Linked DNA regions of Mus musculus: regions 1, 2, 3, 4 and 6 are each linked to region 5. The links are chromatin contacts, called in public HiChIP or PLAC-seq and promoter capture Hi-C maps. All regions are on one chromosome and are shown on one strand. Each heading gives the region's core, a stretch centred on a gene start, on an enhancer-like site or on the middle of the called end of the contact. The rest is flanking DNA. Distances are from core to core; before and after follow the strand shown. Region 1 holds the start of Nupr1l (nuclear protein transcriptional regulator 1 like). Region 2 has its middle 25 kb from the start of Psph. Region 3 holds the start of Zfp11 (zinc finger protein 11). Region 4 holds the start of Chchd2 (coiled-coil-helix-coiled-coil-helix domain containing 2). Region 5 holds the start of Stx2 (syntaxin 2). Region 6 holds the start of Nipsnap2 (nipsnap homolog 2).

Region 1 (4,096 bases), core at 1,134-3,633, 900 kb before region 5:
CTCAAGATCCTCCTGTCTCAGGTTCCTGAGTGAAAGGAAAAGAGGTCATAGTCACTAGTAGGTTGTTTTGTTTATATCTACACATATATATTTATATAGAATTTGTTTATTTTATATATGAGTACACTTGCTGTCTTCAGACACACCAGAAGAGGGCATCCTATTACAGATGGTTGTGAGGCACCATGTGGTTGCTGATAATTGAACTCAGGAACACTGGAAGAGCAGTCAGTGCTCTTAACCGCTGAGCCATCTCTCCAGCCATATATAAAGATGGCGTCTGGCTGGCCTCCAGCTCTGGGACTAAGGATAAGCATAACCAGGAACTTCCATGAACCTCTATCTCCCGAATATTAAGATGAGGGTCCTATTTACAGAGTGCCAGTGATTAATCCCAGAGTCTTATGCTTACTAAGTGAAAACTATCAACTCAACTGTGCTCTCAGCCTCCCCTTTCCTGTCTCCTATAGGTCAGGCTGGCCCCATACTATGTAGCCAATGGTCTCGAACTTTTTTTTTTTTTCCTGAGACAGGGTTTCTCTGTGTAGCCCTGGATGTTTTGGAGCCCTTCAGTAGACCAGGCTGGCCTCAAACTCAGAAATCTGCCTGCCCCTGCCTCCCAAGTGCTGGGATTAAAGGTGTGCGCCACCACCGCCCAGCAATCTTGAACTTTTAAATGTCTTGTTCATTTTTATGTGTTTAAGTGCGCGTATGTCTGTGTGATATACATGCAGCGTCCTCACAGGGCAGAATAGGGTGTTGGATCCCCCTTGAACTTGAGCTATGGACGGTAACGAGGCATCTAATACAGGTGCGGGGATCCTAAAAGGCAAGAGCTGCAAGGGCTCTTAATGGCTGAGCCATCTCTCCAGCCTCTGACCTTGAACTTCTGACCCACTCTTTCACTTTGCTAGTTCAAAGAGGCATAGAGGTGGGCACTATCATGCCCAGTTTCTGTCTGCTGGCTTGCTGGGTTTTGGTTCTGTCAACTCGACATAAACTAGAGTCATCTGGAAAGATACCTCTATTGTAAGACTGGTCAGAGACAAGTCAGTGCGGGGATTTTTCTCAACGCTCAGCTCACTGTGGGCGGTATCACCCGGGGCTGATAGTCCTGGGAGGTACAAGAAAGGTAACTGAACATGAACCTCTGGGAACTGTGCTTCCGGTTCCTGCCTCTGGGTTCCTGCCCTGACTTCAGGAAGGGCTGTAAGCTTTAAGGTGAAACAACCCCTTTCCTGCCCAAGTTGCAAGCAAAAGTTCACGGTGTTTATTACAGCAATTGGAAGCAAACAAGGAGGAGGGGCAGTTTTGTTTTGGGACAGTGCCTCAAAGAGTGTTCCTGGTTGGCCTCCAATTCCAGCGGTCTCCTGAGCACAGAGGCTGGAGATGGATTACAGGTGTGAGCCACCCTGCCAAGATGGATTTCCTCGGACATTTCCCTATATTTCCAATGTAGACTTTTCTCACACAATTGCAAACTTCCAAACGGTGGAGACTTTCACCAGCAGCCGGGAAACCCCTGGGTCGGGGATCGGGAGCCAGCACAGTTATGATTAACGCTGGGAAGTCTCAGAAGCAGATGACAGGTGAATATGGTGGCCAGACCTGTCATCTCAGGACTAGAGAAGCTGAGGCTTGCTACACACCATGGAATCCTGGGCTACGGGCATCATCAATAAAACAAAACCACACAGCAGGGAATCATGGCCCATGCTTGAAACTTTAGCATTTTAAGGTAAACGCTGGAGGGGTGATGAGTTCGAGGTCAGTTTAGGAGACAGTGTCAGAAATGAGAAGAAAAGGAAAGGAAAAGAGAAGAGAGTAAAAAAAGAATTGGACATTGTGGCTCATGTCTTAGCATCCCAGCCCATCCATGGAAGCTGGATGCAGGACAATCTGGAGTCCAAGGTAATCCTCTGCTACACACTGAGTTCGAGGCCGACCTGAGATATACATTCTACTCCCTACCCAACACCAATGGGCTCCGCCTGCCCATACCCGCTCAAGCGTGGCGTGTGCTCAGGCCAGGCGTGTGCGCGGCCGCGGTTGCAGCTGGCGCTGGCGCCGCTTGCGCTGCCCGTTGAGCAGTATCTGCGCCACCTTGCGCTCGTGGCCGCCGGGCACCGGGTAGTTGGTGCGTAGCTGCTGCTCGCGCCGCGTCCGGCCCTTGCTGCGTCCAGCCCCAGAGGCCGGGAAGTCACGCAGGTAGTAGTAATCCAGGCAGTCGTACACCTCCTCTTCGAAGCCGACGGTGGGCAGCGCCTCCGGCGGCGGCGGGCGGGCTCGAGTCCTTGGGCCGGAGACAGAAGGACGAGTTGGAGGGTCCATCGCCGATGCGCTCCGCCCGCCGCCGCCGCTGGTCACTCCGCCGGAATGCCCCACCCAGTGCTCCTATTGGCTCCGCTGTAGGGAGCGCTCTGTGACCTCACAGGGGGCGTGGCTTCCATGCTTCTTTGTTCCAGATGCGGAATTGTGTTTCTTCGCGGGGTCCGAATTGTAAATAAGTATAATAAACCTGGTTTCGCTGGTTAAAACCTGAAGGGACGGAATTGGGGAATGTGACTCAGTAGAGTGCTAGCATGCACAAAGGCCTGGGTTCCATCCCCATCACTGTATAAGTCAGGTGTGGTTGTGCACACACCTATAATCCTAACACTGCGATAAAAGACGAGGAGCTCTGGCCAAATGAATTTGCTAGCCTAGTTTGGGTTCATTTGTGCAAAAAGAAAACTGGCTTGCTGAATTGCTTTAACTTTGTTCTTGTGACAAGAAAATTCTCTTCACGACATTACTATTTCATTGTTATAACCAAATGTTTGGCAATAATCTGTTTAGGGAAGGTTATTTTTTTGGCTCATCGTTTGAGAATACAATCAGCTAAGACACGGTGGGCAGGATCTTGAGGCTACTTATTCAATCTGCATTCGTCCATTAGGAAGCAAAGAAAGGGGAATTCTAGCATCTTGCTTGTGTTTTTTTTTTTTTTTTTTTTTTGGTACCCCCCCCCCTCCATTTTTATTCAAGTTCCCAGCCTACTGATGATGCAGCTACATTCAAGGTGGGTTGTCTCTCTCCAATCTATAATCTCTGGAAATTCCCTCAACAAATCTACACAAAGGCATGCTTCATAAGTTAAGAAGACAGACTTACTAAACATCACAAGTAGCATGTTAGAGCCAAGGGGCTGGAGAGGGTTTAGTGGTTATGATCTTGCAGAGGATCTGGGTTCTACTCCCAACACTCACATGGTAGCTCAAAACTGTCTACATCTCCAGTCCCAGGGGACCTGAAGCCCTTTTCTGGCTTCCTGGGGCATACATACAAGCAGGCAAAACACTCATTCACACAAATAAATGCATGTAAATGTAAAAGTAATGTGTGTGCACATGGATGTTGTGAGACCCTGGCTTAAAGCATTTCTCCCTGAAAGGTAAACCCCTAAAACATTTCCCCAAGCTTGTTTTCCCTGATCTTTAAAAATACAGCTAGAAAGAAGCTCTTTGTTCTCTATAGCCAGCAAAAGGCTTTTTTGTTTCTATACTGTACAACCAGAGATGCCGGCCTTCCTGTGCCGAGGACACAGAGATAAAAATTCAGAAAGAACTCACTCCCCACTCCTGTCTTGTCACCAAGGACACCCGGAAGAGAAGAACTCCTCCCAACTCCTCCCAATTCCTCAGCTAGCTGTTAAAAGCCCCCTACTGTCACCTCTGGGGTCGAACTCCCCTGCCCTGCGAGGCTCCAGGGGTTCGTCCTCAGCTAGCTGATAATAAAACCTCTTGCAGCTTGCATCAGGTGTGGTTTTCTCTCGGGATGGTGGGGTGTTGGCCAGTTCATCCCAGGACTTGAATGGAGGCCCAGCATCCGGGGCCTTACAATGTCAGAGGATAGTTTTTGGAAATCTATTCTCTCCTCCCACCCAGTGGGTCCTGTGGGTTGAACTCAAAACCTCAAGCTTGGTAACACCCACCTTTATCTGATGAACTATCTGAATGGCCCCCACATGATTGTTTTAAAGAAAGACAATCATTAATAGATCTCATCCTTAAAGCAACACGGATATCGGACTTAACAAAGTATCTTGAGGATTAAT
Region 2 (3,848 bases), core at 105-2,604, 750 kb before region 5:
CTGGAACTTACGATAGAACTCTCTCAAAAGTTGTCTTCTAACCCCTGCATGCATGTGTGCTGTGGCTTGAGGGCACCAGGCACCCAAACCACACACACCCCACATATACCACACACACACATACACACAAACACACACGACACACACACATACACAGGAATACACACTGAGTTCCTTTTCACAGATGACGTGGGAAGAAAGACCCGAAAGGTTCATGGGTATTTGAAGCAATATGAAGAGGGGGATGTTGCTTTAAAAGGGTGTGAATGTTTAGTCTCCTTGCTGAGAATGTAGGCAGAGGGGAAAGACATGGCTCAGGGAGACACAGGTAGCTGCCACTGTTGGCTCGTTAAGTAGGGAAGGCATATGAGGTTTGGGGGTTTTACTGGTTTGTTTCACTAGTGCTAGGAATGGAGCCAGGGATTTGCACTATGTAAGCCCTGGCCTGTGCCACCACCACCCAGAAAGATTTGCACATTTGAGCTAAGTACTCTTTCTACCCCAGGGCATTTTGCTTCATTTTATTTTAAATGATAGGGTCTTGTGTATCTCAGCTCCGTTCCTGAGGAGGACTTAAAGTCCTGCTTCTCCTGCCTCCGCCTCCTGAGTGTTGGGGTCACAGGTGTGCAGCGACATGTCCTGGGTTACCCAAGATGAGACTGAATGTAAAGCTCCAGGCACACTAGGCAAGCTGTCTGCCAAATGAGCCCCAGCCCTTGCTTCCACTGCCCGAAATGTAACTAGTGTAAATGATTTAAAAAAAATATATATGGGGCTGGCGAGATGGCTCAGTGGTTAAGAGCGCCGACTGCTCTACCGAAGGTCCCGAGTTCAAATCCCAGCAACCACATGGTGGCTCACAACCATCTGTAACAAAATCTGATGCCCTCTTCTGGAGTATCTGAGGACAGCTACAGTGTACTTACATATAATAAATAAATAAATCTTTAAAAAATATATGTATATATATATATATATATATATATATATATATATATATACACACACATATACATACATACACACACACACATACACACACACATATATATATAACTGAGCCAAATAGATCAAAAAATGTGTCCAACTACAAAATCAGCTGAAAGTATGTTACATGCCTGAAAACTTCAGCACTTGAGAGGCAGAGACAGGAGGATCAATATAGTGAGGCCCTGGCTCAACAAACAAACAAACAACACCCCCACCCCCAAAACCAACAACAAAACCCCTCAGGTTCCGTAGGAGAGGCGTGGAGGATTACGTTTGGCAGAGGTCACACAGGCATCCCAACAACAAGGCCGTTGTTCCCCAGTTGTAAACGCCTCCTGGCAGTTCTCCTAGATGCTGCTTTGTGAGTTTGCACATTTCGGCACAGCAAAATGGGAAGGACCAACCAGGCATGCTGGGTCTGGCCGAGTGCTACTACAAAGGGTCTCAGTTTTCATCACCGCTTGGAGCACACAAGCCCGGGCAGAGGTGGAGGAGGTGGCCCCACCGTTGAACTGGTTACAGCAGCCTGCTGTGACAGAGCAGTGACCTGCACAGGTGCACGCTGAATTTGCCCCAGAGGAAATCTGATAGATATGCGATTTGCGATTATGATTGGATGGAGAGCAGTTTCCAGTTCTACCATTAATTCTGTGGGCCATAGGCTCTGAGCTCAGCTCCCCCCACACCCCCAGTCGTACAAGGCCTTCTTTGTTGTGTCAGGGGTGAATATGAATGAGGCAGGAACTGTACTGGCATCTTTCATGCCTTTCCAATTGTAGACTGGCTGGAAGCAGCCAGCAAGTACTTCTCCCAGGGGTGACGCCCATGCAGAGATACAATAGGCTGGGTACCCAGAGCGACAGCAGTGTTACATAGCTCCCGCGTGGGGTGCCAGTTTTCAATCTGTGAAAACGGTTTCTATACGCAGAGAAAGTTAAGGAATTGTTTGCAGTTTGTCTTTGTATTAAGTAATACAAGCCCTTGTAGCTAGGTATAGTGGGATAGACTTGCAAACTTAGCACTCTGGGGCCTGAGGCAGGGGAATCTGGGGCTCCAGGCAAGAACAGGCTCTGAAGCAAGATACTGTAACAACAACAACAACAAAAAAAGAAGCAAGTGGACCTGGTGGTGTATGTCTGTGATGCCTGTGATCCCAGCAAAGTAGGAGGAACAGGATTTCGAGGCCTGCCTTGTTGAGGCCAGACTGCTCGGGCAGCATGAGACCCTGTCTCAACAGGGCCAGTGGGACTGCTTGGTGTTTGCCAGGCAAGTCTGGTTCGATCTTCAGAGTTCACATACAGGTGGAGAGAACCCACTCCACGAGATAGTCTTCTACACATATGCCCCAAAACACACACACACACACACACACCCAAACCCAAACCCAAACCCAAACATTTTTCAGGGGTTAGAGCCATGGTTTAGTTAAGTGCATTTACTGCTATTAAAGAGGACCTGGTTCTTAGCACCCATGTCGGGTTGCTTACAACTACCTGTAATTCCAGTTCCAGGAGACCCAACACTATTTTCTGGCCTTTGAAGGCACATGCAAGTATGCACTGCACATACCTACATTCAGGCTCTCGTGCACACACACACACACACACACAGATAGAGGGGAACAGGGGGGGGAGGGAGGGAGAGAGAGAGAGAGAGAGAGAGAGAGAGAAAGAATACTAAAGAGGAAAGAGTGGCAAGGATGACTGTCACAGCTCAGCAAGTAAAGGCTCTTGCTGTCAACCATCAACCCTGATAACCTGACAACCTGTTCTCTCCTTCCTGACCTCAGGAAGGAGAGATCAGGTTCTTGCAGGATGTCCCCTGGCCTCCTCACACACACACCATGACATGTGCACTCATAGACAGACACACAGATACATTTTCTTTCTTTGTGTGTTCGAGATGGGGCTTCTCTGTGTTAACATCCCTGACTGTCCTGGAGCTCGCCTTGTAGACCAGACTGGCCTCGAGTTTACAGGGATCCACCCTCCTCTGCCTCCAGAGCACTGTGGGATTAAAGGCATGTGCCACCACACCACCTCTGGCCATTTTTTTTTTCCCGAGACAGGGTTTCTCTGTGTAGTCCAGGCTGTCCTGGAACTCACTCTGTAGACCAGGCTGGCCTCGAACTCAGAAATCCGTCTGCCTCTACCCTCCAAGTGACATTTTTTTTTAAAGGGTAAGGAATTGAAGGAGCTCATTTGGTAGAGGGCTTGCCTAGAACGCACAAGGTCCTAGGGGGTCCATCCCCAGCACCACAGAACAGTAGACGAGCTCACACAGCCCTGTAATCCTAGCACAGGTTTTTATAAGAACCCTAGGGAGTAAGATGTCCTCTGCTGTATTAATGCATTAATGCCGCAGTCAGCGTTAATAAGTATTAGGCTAGGATGGACAACCCTGGTTTAGGTAAATTGTTAACTCGAGTAATGCATTAGGGAATGAAACGAATGCCTTGGAAATCGCTTTGGCTCCGGATGTGACCTGTGGCAGTCAGTAAATAGTGAGCATATCTCTCTGTTGAAGACAGCAATTCTTGGACTGCTGATGTCAGGGCTGTAGGAATTACACAAGAAGTGTGAAAACACTTCAGAGGCTGTGAGCAGAACTCAGGTGACCTGTGGACGGGTCACTCACTCGTCCAAATGAATCCAACCATTACGATTCTGAGGACTGTGCAGGCAAAGGCAAGCATCCCCCTGAATCTCTGGAATTCCGCTCGCTGCCGCTGCTGCTCTTGTGGAATGGGGTATCCCTTCCTATCATCCAATCATGGAGAAACACTTGTGTGTGTGGTCATCTGGAGAGTGGAGCATGATGGAAGTAACGTCATGCTTTTAGTTATATTTTGCCTTTTT
Region 3 (3,745 bases), core at 300-2,799, 660 kb before region 5:
ATAGAAATGTGATGGTGGAAAACTACAGAAACCTTGTCTCTCTGAGTGAGGATCTCTCCCCTACAGAATTCCCAACCTCCTGCCCATATTTCACTCCCTCCCTTCATTAAATATTTCTCAGGAGCTTACACTTTGCAGGGAAGTCGTGGGCAGGTTCATTTTAACTGTATTTCCTTTAAAAATCTCCTTCCTTGATGGAGGATGCTTCTTACACTCTCATCGGTGGTGATTGTAGGAGTTTGTTGGCATGAAGTGTCATGAATTACAGTCCAAATCTTCCCTTTGATTCAGTCATATGTGCAAGTGAGTCTTTCATCTCCAAACTGAAGATTCTTCATGCGTACTCTACTGTAGGAAACCACTGGGGGAAAAGCTGAGCAATGTAAGCTGAAAATAATTCTATGTAAGCTGAGCAAGCCAGTAAACAGCACTCCACTATGGCCTCTGCATCAGTTCCTGCCTCCAGGTTCCTGCCCTTTTTGAGTTCCTGTCCTGTTTCCTTCAGTGATGAAGAGTGCTCTAGAAGTGTAAGCAAAACAAACCCTTTCCTCCCCAAGTTGCTTTGGTCATGGTGTTTCACAGCAATAGTAACGCTAAGACATACACCATAGTCAAACTAGAAATATCCAAAGATTAACTGAAAATCAAGAGAGAAATAAGCAAAATCAACACATATCTAGCAAAGTATGATCTCAGTTACAGAAATAATCTAATCAGAATTAGAAATTTAAAAGTGAAGCCAGAGGTTGTGGCATACACCTTTAATCCCAGCGCTTGGGAGCAGAGGCAGGTGGATTTCTTAGTTTAAAGCCGCCATGATCTACAGAGTTCCAGAACAGCCAGAGATACACAGAGAAACCCTGTCACAACAAACAAACAAACAAACAACAAGTTTCTTTAAAGTCAAAGAAAAAGACTATCAATATAGGATTCTGTATTCATCAGCGCATTCTTTCCAGAACAAAGTGGGAGTCAGGTTGCCCTGACATGCCATGATATCTAATACATATCTAACAGGGGTTTGAAGCAACTATATGGAAATGCAAAAAAACAAAAACAAAAACAAAAACAAAAAACAAAAAACAAAAAACAAAAAACAAAACAAAAACATTGTACAAAATTCTTAAGAGAATTGTCAAAAATAATCTATACAGCAAAGACCTATCATTTTTGTCCCTACTCAGCCTGGAAGTGATAACTTGCAGTGTTAATCAAGGCTGTGGGATGCCAAAAGTGGTCTGCATCCAGGTCCCTTAGACTGAGAACTACCATGGAGACAGACTTCATTCTGTCTTGGCGGGCTTTGGGTGGGGTGCCACCATCACTGGAGACCGTTTCCTATTTGCACCTCCGGTCCAGCTCTTGCCAGCCAGCCTGTTGCCCTCACCACTTGGACTCCCAGGGAGGATTATTCCTAGCCACCTCGGAACCCAAACACTCTCCGGGTCACCGCGGAACCCGGAGACCCGGGAACCCAGATACCCCGGAACGGAAGCCTGCGGAAACCGGAGACCAGAGAACCCGGACACTCTGGAACGGGACACCGCGGAAAAGATCCGTTCCGGAATCGGGACAAGGTGAGTCCGGGCTCGGCCTCCGAGCAGGGAGGTGGTTTTTGTAGATGCAGCGGTGCGGGATCGGCGGCCAGTCCCGGGTCGGGTCGAGTTCTCTAGGGCATCTGTCAGCTCGCGGCGAGGGCCCAAGGCTGGCAGCCCGATGGCGGGATACTGGGGACATCCCGACTCCCCGTGTGCCGGTCCTGCCCGAGAAAAGCCCTGAGCTGGGGTCCGCACCCACTTCTCCCCAGCGGCCTGCACCTTGGACAGTAAATTCCTACGAATTTCCCATGTCTTCACATTAAACTGTCCCCGCGTATCAAACAAATTCTTGTGCTTTTTATATTTCTGCCCCCCCCCGCCCCCGTGCACATCGGGTAGCAATGCAAAAGGACTTGTTTTGTGTTCGTGAACCGTGCGTCTGTGCAGAAAGCACTGGACAGCTATTAATTAGAATCCTAGTAAAACTTTTCACGTCACTCCTTCTCCCTAGGCACGGGCACTTTAGCACGAAAAACCTTTGGGTTGAGCTTTCCCCTGGCTGATTTCAGAGGTGATACATATGCCTTTTTTCTTTTTCTTTTTTCTTTTTTTGGTACTGGATTTCAGTACTTCTGACCTCAAGCGCAGGTACTAGGTGCTACCGGTGCCATGTCCCAGATTAGGAGTTGTTAAGGTCCCTGGGATTCTGTCCTCGGCGGATCTGTGAGCCTGCAGCCTTTAAGGCTGGTTACCAAAGGGATACAGGGACTGTTTTATTTACATATCTTGGCTACTGTAATATTATAACTGTGTCCTCATCTTGGTATATTTACTCTCTATTGTGACTTATGGGTCATACAGTAAGCCAGCTTTAACTTTTTTTTCAAGAGCTTTCACGTTATTTAAAAATTCATATACTCACCTTGCCAATAGTTCCCAAGGACTGCCCCTCCCTGTGTTTATGTTCCCTAGACCCCCCTCCCCCCTTTTGTTTTTTCTTTAATGACAGACATCTCTTCAAGTAGCCCATTCTGGCCTGGAAGTTTCCTTTTTTTTTTGGTTGATGCCTCCTGAGTGCTGGGTTAGCTTTTTGGTAAGAGCTCCCAGTCCTGGGTTTAATCGTTGTTGCAAATAAATGAGAGTCCATGCTTTGACATAGCTCCTGGAAGCATATACTAGAAACACTTCAGGACTGTACAGGGACCTGTGATTTCTAGCTTTTTTACCTCATGACTACTACCCTGTGACTGTGCTTACACGTGTGTGTATAGTTATTCACTGCCTGAGGTCTAGGGAGACTTTTCATCACCTTTGTTTCCAAAAAGTTTGGCAGTTCATATATGGATCCTTTAATGAAAGATTGGGGGGGGGGTCAGTGCCCTGCCCCCCCCCCCAACCAATTCCATGAAGTTTAAGGATGCTCTGTTTGTTCCAACAACAACAACAAAAGCCTGAAGGATTCCAAATGCTCTCTTTTTCTAGTATTCTCTCTTCTTCGGTTTACTGATACCATGGTCAACTCTGTTGTTGTGCGTTCTCTGAAATGATCAGCATGTTAGCATGTACCTGTACACGCTTGTATTTCTAGCCATTGGAATAATGCCCGAGGGACTGAGTTAAGGACCAGCTTGGCCTTCACAGGGAATACCAGGCCACCTAGGTAACATCTTAAGACCCTGTTTCAATAAACACATCAGTCAATTATCTGCGTGCAGCGTGCAGCTGAAATTATATTACTCTGAGTTCTAGTTTGAGGACCTTTCCAGGGCAGGTTTTTTTTTATACTAAGCATGATGAGACTGAAGGGAAATATATTTTACTCTTCGCATTTTTTTTCTTGTCTCTTTAAGTTTAACTTCTCAATGCTACACATATTCAGGAAATGTCAGCTATCACAAAGTGAAAATTGTCCATATGTATGATGGTTAATTGTGGTTGTCAATTTAACTGGCTTTAGACTCAATTCAGACATGAGCTGCTGGGCACAGTTCTGAGCAATTTTCTTGGCTAGCTTATTTGAAGTGGGAAGACATTCTAAATGTGGGTGGTACCTTCCGTTAGTAGCTCAATTCAAAGGAAGTCCTAGAGGAAAGCTTTCCCTTTTGCTCGTTCAGTCTTGCTGATAAGTTCATCTATTCTGTTGTGTCTCTCACTGCTGTTACCACTGCGGCTACATTCCTTTGCTGATACAAGAACCCCATTTCGTT
Region 4 (3,648 bases), core at 588-3,087, 880 kb before region 5:
GGTTTCTCTGTGTAGCCCTGGCTGTCCTGGAACTTACTTTGTAGACTAGGCTGGCCTCGAACTCAGAAATCCGCCTGCCTCTGCCTCCCAAGTGCTGAGATTAAAGGCGTGTGCCACCACCACCCGGCTATGAGTAACGGTCTTGATGCAAACTGCAAGAGGTTTATTCGGGAAAGACCAGTGCACTGGGGACGACTTGTATCCCACGCAGGGGTAGAGGAGTTGAACATGAGCTCAAGGGGTGAGGGGTTTAGGGGTTTATAAAGGCAAAAACCGAAAACACCTGGCAAAAACTGCAAACACCTGGCATCCTGGAACAATGGGGCAAGTTCTCTATTTTTCACTCTCTCTCAAGATCTTTCATGGTTTTCCTCTGGACAGACAGGTGCACATCCTTGGGACAGGCTGATAACTCTTTGACTTCCATTGTCCTTGTCACAGATAGTTCCCCAGGGGTAACAGAGCTGAAAATGGTTTTCACGGACTGTCACCAGTGATCGCTTTCCCACTGCCACAGAACAACTATGATAAGATCTCCTTTCATACACAGTGCCTGACAAGGTGGCAGAGGAAAACTCTTCCCCCATTCCCCTGGGCATTTGGTGGGGAGGAGAGTCCCCTGTTTCTCCATCAGATGGCCTACTGCTACTCTGTAGGACTATATGACCTCATGGGCAATGTGTAGGAATGGTCTTCATCCACATTACGAGGACAAGAGTGTTTTCCAGGAAGCATCATGGATTGACACTGCAGATATCTCTGCCAATCAATGGGCTCAGGTCACCAACATCCTCTGTGGTGAGAGCTTATGGGACCACAAGCCTCTGTGGCCACAGTTGAGGAGACTTCTAGATTCAATGATTCTCAACTTTCCTAATGCTGCAACCCTTTTATACAGTTCTGGATACTGGAATGTGGGCATCTCTGCATTTGAGCAGTCTTACGTGGAAAAGAGCAGTAACTCAGTCCCTAAATCACAGTCTGAAACCCACAGGTTGAGGACAACAGCTTTAGAGGCCTGTTCTTTGATATGCAGATGATCTTACTGGCTAGTATTAAGTCAGGATGGTCTTCTTTTATTATGGAAATAGCGCTTAATTGAAGACGAGCCTTGGTAAATATGAGCAGAAAATTTCTCTGCAACAGAAACTTGAATTATGTACAGAATTTTCTTTCTCATAGTTTCTTTTTTTTTTAAGATTTATTTATTTATTATATGTAAGTACACTGTAGTTGTCTTCAGACACACCAGAAGAGGGTGTCAAATCTCGTTATGGGTGGTTGTGAGCCACTTTGTGGTTGCTGGGATTTGAACTCCGGATCTTTTGAAGAGCAGTCAGTGCTCTTCTCCGCTGAGCCATCTCATCAGCCCCTTTTTCATAGTTTCTAATAAGCTCGGCTAGTTCACTATCTTCCAGACATGTTGGGAGCAGAGCTCCTTTAGCGAAATTCTGCTTATGTAATTTAATATTTCCAAACACGTTTATTAGTAAATTCTTTATAACAGAAAAACAGAGTTTTTCCTGCGTGACCAGTACTAGGAGGCTGAGACGTGAGAACAGCGAGATCCAAGGCAACATCCGTTACCGGAGGCATTGTCCCAAAACAAAACAGAGAAGGGTTAAGTAAACAGCCCAAGAGCAGACCCCAGTAAGCCCCTAATCCAGTTTACTTGAGAGGCTAAGGCAGGAGACAGTGAAAATCAAGGTCAGTCAGGTTGTGGAGTAGGCCAGCCGGCCATCGGAAGCAAAAACCTAACCTCCACCATTGAATCGGAGGACAAAATTTGAGAGTGCAACCCCAGGAACTTCCGGTTAGCCTTAGCTCCTCCTCGCCAACTTCGTAACTTCCGGGCCTAGGACGCTGAGTCCAGGCTCTGCCCATTACTGATATCTCCTTTGTCCAATAACCTTTAGCGCCCGAGCTTTTCCTGATTTCTTATTGGTTGCCCGGTGAGGTACCGCCTCCACCCTTCCTCTCTCCTTGGTAGAAATTGCTGGACGCTTCTGTACGTTTCGCAGTTTGTCTTCGCTGATCGGTGAGACTTCGAGCAGTTAGGATGCCGCGTGGAAGCCGAAGCCGCACTTCCCGGGTGACTCCTCCGGCCAGGTGAGACCCTCGGGGCCGGGAACCGAGCGCGGGCCGCCAGGGCAAGGTTCTGTAGCCTGAGGGCTGCGAAGGCGACCGGTGAAGAGACGGAGCGAGCGGTCGGGAAGGGATCCGCTGGTGGGGCGGACTTCCTGAGAACAGGGACATGGTCGGTGCACTCGGGGAGAGGACTCTGAAACGTGACCTTTTCCCTAGACAGGCTGGGGGAAGGGCTGTCGAGGGCGTAGTATACAAGGAGGCGAGGAAAGAAAGATGCGTGGTAAACTCTTGGCCAGGGGTGGGGGTGGGGTGGTTTTTGTATTTTCTTTGTTCTACTCACTGCGTTTTTGAGTCTCAGGTTAGCCTTGAACTTTATGGCCTCGCTTGGCCTTCCTTGATTTTCCTGACTCCGCTTCCTTAGGGCTGGGATTGCCGGCTTTAAAGATTTTCTTTTCTTTTATTTATTTATTTTTTTAAGGAAAAAGAAACAAAGAAAATTGCGGGCTGTGTGTAGAGGGCCGAAAATTTAAAGCTATGTCTTTCCATCACTTGGGTCCAAGATGTCTACCATTTTGTGGTAAACGATCTATTGAGCTACCTTGCCGGCCGACCTAAAAAACAAATAGGAAATTGTTGACACCCCTCCCCCCAGTCCAGATTCTGAGGTCCCTCCTTGGGGTAATAAAATCGTAGAAAACTAAAATTGTGCTCATACTGGGAGTGAACCTCGGGAGTGCATGTTGTAGCGCATGCGTCATCTGTCATCAAGATAGTCCCTTGTGCCTCCTTCTCCCGGAAGGCAAGCGGGGGTTGCAACCAGTTCAAGGCTAGCAAGGCTACCCATAGAGAGATTCCTGTCCAGAACCCCCCCAAAAATATGAGTCAAAGTTGCAGCTCAGGCAGGTCACTTTCCCTAGATTTTTCTTTTTGGATTGGCGTGGTGGTTTGTTGTTTCCTTGAAAGGGGTTTTCACTATGGCCCTGGCTGGCCTTGAACTCCAAAGAGGCTGCCCGCCTCTGCCTCCCAAGGACTGGGATTAAAGGTATGGGCTACCAGACCTTGCCCACGGCACCCTAACCCGGCCCCCACTTTTTTTTTTTTTTTTAAGATTTTTTTTTTCTTAGTTTATTTTATGGGCTGGCGAGATGGCTCAGCAGGTAAGAGCACTGACTGTTCTTTGGAAGGTCCTGAGTTCAAGTCCTGGCAATCACATGGTGGCTCACAACCATCTGTAATGAGGTCAGATGCCCTCTTCTGGGGTGTCTGAAGACAGCTACAGTGTACTTATGTATAAAATAAATCTTTAAAAATTTTTATTTTATGTATATGAGGAGTACACAGGTGGTTGTGAGCCACCATGTGGTTGCTGGGAATTGAACTCAGGACCTTTAGAAGAGCAGTCTGTGCTCTTAACTCCTGAGCCATCTCTCCAGCCCAAACCTTTCTTGATTTATTTATTTATTTTTGAGGCAGGATTTTTCTGTGCAGCTCTGGCTGTCCTGGAACTCACTCTGTAGACCAGGCTGGCCTCGAACTCAGAAATCCGCCTGCCTCTGCCTC
Region 5 (3,861 bases), core at 407-2,906:
TCTTCTCCCTCCATCTTTCCTTCCCTCCTTCCTTCCTTTTTTCTTCTCAGATCTGCCTTGCTGCCTGAAGCATTAGTCCTAGACCGTGTCCAACTCGGTTCATATTTGGGGAACACCAACATAAGGATAGGCTCCCGTGCAAATTTGTGACACAGTACTGGTAAGTGTGCCCCATCTTGCAGAGACTTAGCTCACACGCTAAGAATGAAAGCCACCGGCCGGTGAGATGGCTCGGCAGTTAGAAGTATTTCCCACCAAGCCTGGCCTGAGTTCTGTCTCAGGAACCTACATAGTTGAAAAGAACCAAATCCTGAAAGTTGTTCTCTCATCTCTACATGTGTGCTACCCATAAGTAAATGTGTGTGTGTGTGTGTGTGCGTGTGTGTGTGTGAGAGAGAGAGAGAGAGAGAGAGAGAGAGAGAGAGAGGAAGTTGGATAGGGTAACTTTCCCTCACAGTTGGAGCCTGTCATGGTAGGAGAGTTATGTCAGCGGGTTGAGGTATCTGGTCACATGGCATCCACAGTCAGGAAGCAGAAAGTGATGGATGCTGGCACTCAGCTCACTGCCTCCTCTTTTTGAATCAGGACCCCAGAACGTGGGATGGTGCTGCCCACAGTTAAGAAGAGTTTCCCCTTGTCAATTTCCCTAATCTAGACAATCCCTCCTAAAGGAGCCCAGAGGCTTCTCTCTTTGGTGACAATCAAATTTTACCATCACTGGGGTATTGGCTCTCTAGGAGGGGCACACCTCTGGTCTTCCCCACTCTCTACCCTATGCACACCTCTGTGCTGGTGTTAGGTGTTAATCGGTCTCCTTTCCTGGGTTGTTATTTGACTGTGAAATGTCTTTGCAGACTCCTGTGTTGGAATACTTGTTTCTCAGCTGGTGGCAGGCTTTTGGGAGGTTGTGGGACTTTTAGGAAGGGTGGTCTCACTGTAGAAAGTGAGTGGCTGACAATCTACCCTCGAGGGCTCTAGCCTGGACCACACCTGTCATGTCTGCCTTGGCCTCCTGTCCCTCCAAAATGTGAAGGGTTAAGGTTAATGTCCCCTCTTCCCCCCCTCCCCCAACATTGGCGGCCATCTGCAGCCATAACTTTTCTGACACAATGAACTTTAGCCCCTGAGACCATGAGCCAATATAAATCCTTCCTCCCTTACTTAGCTTTTGATGGGTAGACTGCCACAGTGACCAGAAAAGCAACCGCTTTGCCTGATTCTCCCACCAGAACTGCATCCAGGGTGGGACCTGCAGGTTTTCTTTGAGGACCCAGGTGTGGAGCTCTCAGGGTTAGGTGATCAATCGGTGAGCCTACCTTATTCTAATTCCTTTGCTGTCAGTGTGTGCTGTAATGGTGAATTTAGAATTTTGCTTTTTCCGCTGTTGGGCTTTAAATCTAGGGCATGGTGGGCAAAGGCTAACCACTGACCTATAGCCCCAGCTCTCGAAAGTTTTAAGTAAACAAAACGAGCGAAAGTGCAGAAACCAGCAAGGATGGACAGTGTGTTAACTAGTCAAGCCACGCAGCGAGAGGACTTTAGGCCAGGCCCCGCCCCTAGATGGAACCACACCCACTTCCCCACCCCTCGCGACGACCCGCCCAGGTGCCTTGGGTCCCGCGGGAGGGGGTGGGGCAGGCGCAAGCGCAGAGAGCGCGGGCGCGGTTGCCGTGGCAGCGCCTGCCCGAGGGAGGGCGGCGGCGCGGGGCCAGGACCCCGGCAGGCAGAGGCGGCGACGCGGCCACCGGAGAGTGTGCGGCGGGGCAGCTGAGCGGCGGGTGCCCCGCCCTGCTGGCCGGTGGGGATGCGGGACCGGCTGCCCGACCTCACGGCGGTGAGCAGAAAGCCGCATAGCGGTCTGAGCCGGCGGGCGAGCTGTTGTGGGTCGGGCAAAAACCCCAGGAAGAACCTGGGGAGTTGGGGTGGAGAGACGCAAGGAGGGGAGTCCAGAAGCAAGACCTTAGGAGGAGTCTGAGTAGGGGGACGGAGGGGAGTCCAGGAGGGGAACCTGGGGAGGGAGCTCCGAGGAGGAACGCCCCTGGAGGCAACTGGGCAGCGTCTCTAGGAGGGAATCTAATAAGAGGGTTCTAGGAGCCCCGGGGCCTCCAGAGGCTTCGGTGTCTCCAGGGATGGCAGGGCGTAGTCTTCAGGAAGGATCCAGGCAGCCTCCTAGCAGGGTCCCAGGGAGCTTTCGGTTCTTCAAGAGTCACAAGATGCACAAGAGGAACCCAATCGGTGTTTCTGAGCAGAGTCTCAGGGAAAGGGCTCTGGGGTCCTTGGCGTCTTCAGGGGTGTTAGGGTGGGGCTTCAGGAGCATTCTTGGGAGGTCTCCAGGAGACCCTGGTCAGGGCTGCATGCAAGTCGATTCTTGCGACAAGGCTCCTGGTCTTCCTTGGGTTCCAAGGGTCACAGTTTGTTGGGACTCCAGGAATGGGCTGTGGGAGAGGTTCGGGGCCGGTGCTGGGAGCATCTTACAGGGCACTTCTGGGCACAGATGCTGGTAGGTGTCTGAGGTGAGTCCTCTCCGCCTGCCCTGGCACTACTCCTGTGTACCGATGTTTGGGTCGGAGTCCTCTTGGCCACCTGACAGGGTTGATTTCAGTGGGTGAGAGTGTGGCTCAGGGTTTTAGGCAAGGAGCAAGGGCTGCGCTTGGGCTGATGTTGGACTGCCTGCCTGTTTTTTTTTTTTTTTTTTTTTTTTTGCAAGGCTCTTATCACAGCCTCTCCAACTGCCTGCCCCACCCTGGATGATACCCTTTCTAACTGCTTTATTTCATGGCCTGATACAGAATGCTGTGCTGAGTCTCTCACAGACACCCCACACAAACCTGGAGCTCAGGGGCTAGGTACCTGCTTCGGTCAGCACTACCCACTGGGGGCCAGAACTGTATTTACGTTTTAACACAGGCTTTTAGTCACTAGTGAGCATTTTGAGAAGAGAAAAGCTGAGCTTTTTAACGGGGAGTGTGTATACAGTATATCTGCATTTGCAGCGGTCAGTTATTGTACCCAGTTTTGGGGTAGATGTGACATTCAGAACATATATACAGTGCAGGCCCAGTCATGGCGTTTGGCCCTACCCTTTCAGGTGTTTATCATTCTTTTGGGATGAGAACTTCAAGACCAGCCAGGCTGTGGTGGCGCACACCTTTAATCCCAGCGTTTGAGAGACAGAGGCAGGCAGATCTCTTTTGAGTTCAAGGCTAGCCTGGTTTACAGAGTGAGTTCCAAGACAACCAGGGCTACAGAGAGAGAAACCCTGTCTTAAGAAACAGAGAGACAACCTCAAGACCCTCCTCACTGGCTACTGCAGGCATCAGCCACAGCCACGCACTGCGATGCAGAACGTTGGAAGGCAGTCTTTTCCATCCAGCCGGACCCCAGAGCCACCTGTGTGCGCTGCTCACGTCCATTCTTCCCAGACCCTGTAACCAGTCTGTTCTCTGCTCCCTTGAGCACAGCAGCTTTTACATGTCTACACACGGAGCATCTGTGTTGCTGTGCTGATAGGCTTTATGACCCCCCCACTGGCCTGGGGGAGTTTGTTGGGGGGGGGAGACCCTTGGCTGGATTGAGGGGGAAACCTGGGAAGGAGAGCAGTTTGCAAACTGCCAGCGCTGGACTCTTGGCAGGTTTTGTGGACCGCCTGGAAGAGCAGCAGCAGGTGGCGCCCTGTAGTGTCACAGCTCAGGTGCTAGGAGTGGGACCCAGAGCAAGTGTCCCTGGGCAGCTCTTTGGGACTGTTCCGGTGACTAGGTGCCGGATCCTCTTCTCTGTCACCACCACTTCCTTTTTAAATAATTTATTTATTTTTCTATTTGACGTGCATTGGTGTTTTGCCGGCACGTGTGTCTGTGTGAG
Region 6 (3,791 bases), core at 490-2,989, 720 kb before region 5:
GTTCATTCCACTTGGAATCATATTACAGGTGGTTTAAATAATTTGCACCTACAAGTTGCATCTGTCCTGAAACAAAAGCATTCACACACTTTTCCCTCGAGATGTGTCTCTTGTCCTCTGTGTGTCTGTGTGAGATACACACCCCAGTACTAAAGATTGCCAGTAAATCAGACAAGCCATATTATATGGTGCTCTCATAATGCTGGAGAGATGGCTCCATGCCTAAGACCACCTGTTCCTTTCCTAGAGGGGCAGAGTTCCGATCCCAGCACCCAAGTGGTGGCTTACAACCATTTCTGTAACTGTACTTCAGAGGGTCAGAGACTTTCTTCTGGTCCCTGAAGGCCCAAGGCATGCACACGGTGCACATACATAGATGCAGGTAAAAACCACACATACGCACAAACAAAAGAAATCTGAAGGCAAGTTCTGGAGCTGGTGAGATGGCTTAAGGGGTAAAGAAACTGGCTGCTAAGTTTGATGAACTACATTCAATTTCCCAGACCCACATGGTGGAAGAAAATCAATTACACACACGTGGCAGAGAGCTCAGAGGTTAAAAAAAATCTTAAAAAAAAAAAAAAGGAATATTTCAATTAGCCAAGGCTGGCCTGCAACTGCACACCTGCAACTGCAGAACTTTGGAGTCTGAAGCAAAAGGTTTGCTGAAGGTTCAAGGCCAGCCAGGAATATATGTAGTAAGATCTTGTCTCAAAATACATACATACATACATACATACATACATACATACATACATACATACATACATAGGGCCTGGAGAGATGGCTCAGGGGTTAAGAACACTTGCCGCTCTAGAAGAGAACTCAGATTCAATTCCCAGCCCCGACATGGCGGCTCACAACCCTCTGTAACTCCGGGTCGTTGGGGATCCAAAACCTTCTCCTGGCTGCCCCAGGCACCTATGTGTTAGCCACACATGAAAGCAAACACTTATACACATAAAATAAAAAAATAAATCCTACAAACCGCTTAAACAGCAAATAAGCATATAAAGGAAGAAAAGAAGGGAAAACAAATCTGTCGGTAAATTCGGATGGCCTTTCGTTATTTAAACGTGGGGATGTCAAGGTGACAGGTTGACACACCGAGCACAGTCTCCGCGGAGGTCAGGAAAAAAGAAAAAGTTTCGACAGCGAACTCCGCCATCTACTACAGCTGGCCACCGTGGGTTACTTTTTTTTTTTTTTTTTTTTGCCACTCCGCTTTCAAATTTAAGGGCTGTCCCGACTGGGGACCCCGGGGTACAGCTTCCCCAGGGAGACCAGCCATCCTTTTGCTTCTCTGCACGACCTGGGGCGAGGCATTGCTACTGCGAGGGGCGCAGCGCGCAGAGGCTGAGGGCGGACGTGGCCCGCGAGCCCGGGCGTCCCCGGCAAGGGCGGCGCCGGCAGGACGGTGACCTTGAGCCCCACGGGGGCCCGGGAAGGCGCCGCAGCCTCGCCAGCCCTCGGTCGCCTGGGACTCGGGAGGCCGGCCCCCCGGCGTCCCCTGCCCGCCCCGGGGACCCCGCGCCCTTCGCCCCACGGCGGCCCCTCCCCGGCCGGGCCCCGGAAAGGGCGGCGCTGCTCACCGGAGCCCCGGCAGGAAGCCGCTCTGGGCGGCTGGCCGCAGCAGGCCTCCTCGCGCGAGCAACACCCGCGCCGCCATCTTGCTCCGGAGCCTGAAGCTCCTACCGCCTCGGTGTCGCTGACGCCGCCGCTACCGCGACCCCTCCCCCGGCCGGGCCGACCAGGCTGGGGCGGGGCGGGGCAGGGCGCTAGGCCGCTGTAGTGCAGGGGAGCGGCCGCTAGGGGGAGCAGCGTGGCGCCTCAGTGCTGCCGCCAGGGGGCGTGCCAAGAAGTTGCTGAAGATATCCGTAGATCCCGCGAGGGGAGTTCAGGGTCTCTGAAGTCCGAGTGAGAAAGGAACCTGGAATGTACACGGGGAGATCCACGGGAAAGGAGTAGATCTGTGCATGTGGGGAATCCAGAGTCTGATTTTATGGTTGAGGGCCACCACAAACATGAGGAAACGTGTTAAAGTTTTAGCAGCATCAGGAAAGTCGAGAACCACTGGTATAGGGGGAAGTGTATTCTGTAAGGATAATAAAAGAGCTATGGATATAAGCATAAACTTCAGCAAGATAAGAGTAGGCAAAAGCAGAACTAGATCCCGAGGAATCAGAGAAATAGGGAGCAGCCTGGGCCTCAGTTACATGCAGAGGCCAAGAGAAGGATACTCTCCAATTGGTGGCTGCCTTCCTGGTTCTGAGTTAGAAGACGGATGGGAGCTGTAATCTTGAAGCTCAGGAGTTGTGGTTTTCTTTATCTTTTAAATTTTTCTCTTCCTAGTCTATGTGCATCATCAGTGTTTTGCCTGCATGTATGTCTGTGTGAGAGTGTGGGTGGAGCCCCTGGCAATTGGAGTTGCAGGAGGTTGTGAGCTGCCATGTGGGTGCTAGGAATTGAACCCCAGGTCCTCCGGGAAGAGCAGCCAGTGCTCTTAATCGCTGAGCCATCTTTCCAGCCCCATGGGTACAGTTTTTCTAACAAGAATTTGGACAAATGACAGGGTCTGGTCTTGTGGGTGGTGGAGGAGCGGTTCAGACTGGGAGAGGCACTCCTTTGAATGTGAATGAGGCTGAGAGCGGTCCATAAAACTGTAGACCCAACTGTGGGAGGCAGATATGTGACTTGCTGCGGGCAGGGCCTCTTCAAGCGTCGGTGAGCCCTGCCTTTTTTATACAGATCCTTCATTTCTCAACTTAGCTGAGACAGGGTCTTTATGTGGCGCCCAGTCCGGCCTCAAACTGATGGTAATCTGTTTACCGCTCTTGAGTCGGGGTTGAACCTGGGAGAATGGAGCCTAAAAACGAGGCGGACTAAAGTCTCAAGCAATAGCGTTTATTCAGAGCATCAGACGATTTATACTCTGAGGGTATAGAAGAACCACAGGAGTTAGGTGTGTAATCATAAGGACAAGCCACACGTGGCAAAAAAATAATAAAAGCAGCAAGCAGTAATGAGTGATCTGGAGTGAACTCACTGCGATTCGCTACACCTGGGAGGGGTGTGAAGCACAGTCTATGAACAAGTTTTGTGTTTTGAAGAAACTGAGGTTACAAGACTCATTTGGAGTTTCTCACAAGCATTCAGAGTTCCCCTCATGCGACTCCATCCTTGGGTCCTGCCTGTTCTGACAGGAATCCTTTTGTAATCTCAGGGTAAACTCCTGGGTTGAGATTACTTGCAGAGCCGTCATAAGCTGTTTAGTTATTGGACCTCATTATTCAGACCAGGATGGCCTCAAACTCTCAATGCTCCTGCCTCTGTCTCTGCGGTGCAGGGATCATAGGTATGCAGTATTGCACTTGACTCAACTTTATAGGTTAGGAGTTTCAACTCTCTCTTGGAATGCAAACTTGGCGTTTATGCATTTCTTTGATGACTCTGCTTTTGTGCTCCTTAGCATTAGGCCATATTTTTCCTGTATTCCCCACCCCCAAACCCATTGCCATTTGGCTCTAAAGTTTCATTAGTTCTTTAGTCCAGTGCTCTCCTCCCTTCCTAAGTACTGGTGACTGTACTTAGGGCCTTGAATATGTTAGGCATGTGTTCTATTAATGAGCTTGCATCTTCAATCTATTTTTGAAATAGGTTCTACCAAGTTGCCTGGGCTTGCTGTGCTCAGCACTTAGCCTCCTGAGTGCTATATTATAAGTGTATGCCATGGGCTGGAGAGATGGCTCAGGGGTTAAGAGCACTGACTGCTCTTCTGAAGATCCTGAGTT

The links. Promoter capture Hi-C pulls out the DNA fragments that hold promoters and counts their contacts. HiChIP or PLAC-seq counts read pairs in DNA pulled down with a chosen protein or histone mark. Capture Hi-C pulls out chosen DNA fragments and counts their contacts.
Region 1: a contact with region 5 is called in a promoter capture Hi-C map of liver, with 4 times the contacts expected there. The contact joins the promoter of Nupr1l here to the promoter of Stx2 in region 5. A contact is called at or near these places in 7 of 39 promoter capture datasets (the 3T3-L1 cell line, cranial neural crest, hematopoietic stem and progenitor cells and 4 more), 8 of 115 datasets of contacts at active chromatin or transcription factors (cardiomyocytes, embryonic forebrain, embryonic stem cells and 3 more) and 3 of 9 other capture datasets (adipose tissue, embryonic stem cells and liver).
Region 2: an H3K4me3 HiChIP or PLAC-seq map of embryonic forebrain shows a contact between it and region 5, with 6 times the contacts expected there. The contact joins the enhancer-like site here to the promoter of Stx2 in region 5. A contact is called at or near these places in 3 of 39 promoter capture datasets (the HPC-7 cell line, cranial neural crest and maxillary cranial neural crest) and 4 of 115 datasets of contacts at active chromatin or transcription factors (astrocytes, embryonic forebrain, fetal liver and 1 more).
Region 3: an H3K4me3 HiChIP or PLAC-seq map of bone marrow-derived macrophages shows a contact between it and region 5, with 4 times the contacts expected there. The contact joins the promoter of Zfp11 here to the promoter of Stx2 in region 5. A contact is called at or near these places in 3 of 39 promoter capture datasets (the SN4741 cell line, cranial neural crest and stem cell-derived epiblast-like cells) and 7 of 115 datasets of contacts at active chromatin or transcription factors (bone marrow-derived macrophages, embryonic forebrain, extraembryonic endoderm stem cells and 4 more).
Region 4: a promoter capture Hi-C map of embryonic stem cells shows a contact between it and region 5, with 2.7 times the contacts expected there. The contact joins the promoter of Chchd2 here to the promoter of Stx2 in region 5. A contact is called at or near these places in 4 of 39 promoter capture datasets (embryonic stem cells and hippocampal neurons), 1 of 484 Hi-C or Micro-C datasets (CD4 T cells), 4 of 115 datasets of contacts at active chromatin or transcription factors (embryonic stem cells, large pre-B cells and pancreatic cancer cells) and 2 of 9 other capture datasets (adipose tissue and liver).
Region 6: a promoter capture Hi-C map of adipose tissue shows a contact between it and region 5. The contact joins the promoter of Nipsnap2 here to the promoter of Stx2 in region 5. A contact is called at or near these places in 6 of 39 promoter capture datasets (the HPC-7 cell line, cranial neural crest, embryonic stem cells and 3 more), 2 of 15 datasets of contacts at CTCF or cohesin (large pre-B cells and pro-B cells), 13 of 484 Hi-C or Micro-C datasets (CD8 T cells, the G1E-ER4 cell line, Th1 cells and 6 more), 9 of 115 datasets of contacts at active chromatin or transcription factors (the 230-238 cell line, embryonic forebrain, extraembryonic endoderm stem cells and 5 more) and 1 of 9 other capture datasets (adipose tissue).

Annotation. Positions count from the first base shown.
Region 1 is chr5:129,906,827-129,910,922 of GRCm38.p6, reverse strand. It overlaps Nupr1l (nuclear protein transcriptional regulator 1 like), which reads right to left and starts at 2,383. Exons shown (of 3, transcript NM_026916.3): 1 at 2,002-2,383; 2 at 1-25. The coding sequence starts at 2,331. The coding sequence ends at 2,023. It also overlaps a transcript of Zbed5 not described here.
Region 2 is chr5:129,759,952-129,763,799 of GRCm38.p6, reverse strand. No RefSeq gene overlaps it. Among named protein-coding and RNA genes, the nearest start is that of Psph, 25 kb to the left of the region's middle. Within about 2 kb of position 1,354, at least 88 of the 459 cell types and tissues checked have an H3K27ac peak or open chromatin away from gene starts, as enhancers often do. A contact at or near this core is called in astrocytes and embryonic forebrain, where this site is marked.
Region 3 is chr5:129,667,892-129,671,636 of GRCm38.p6, reverse strand. It overlaps Zfp11 (zinc finger protein 11), which reads left to right and starts at 1,549. Exons shown (of 3, transcript NM_172462.4): 1 at 1,549-1,577.
Region 4 is chr5:129,885,659-129,889,306 of GRCm38.p6, reverse strand. It overlaps Chchd2 (coiled-coil-helix-coiled-coil-helix domain containing 2), which reads left to right and starts at 1,837. Exons shown (of 4, transcript NM_024166.6): 1 at 1,837-2,109. The coding sequence starts at 2,060.
Region 5 is chr5:129,006,367-129,010,227 of GRCm38.p6, reverse strand. Stx2 (syntaxin 2) reads left to right here and starts at 1,656. Exons shown (of 11, transcript NM_007941.3): 1 at 1,656-1,834. The coding sequence starts at 1,805.
Region 6 is chr5:129,723,023-129,726,813 of GRCm38.p6, reverse strand. It overlaps Nipsnap2 (nipsnap homolog 2), which reads right to left and starts at 1,739. Exons shown (of 10, transcript NM_008095.4): 1 at 1,593-1,739. The coding sequence starts at 1,669.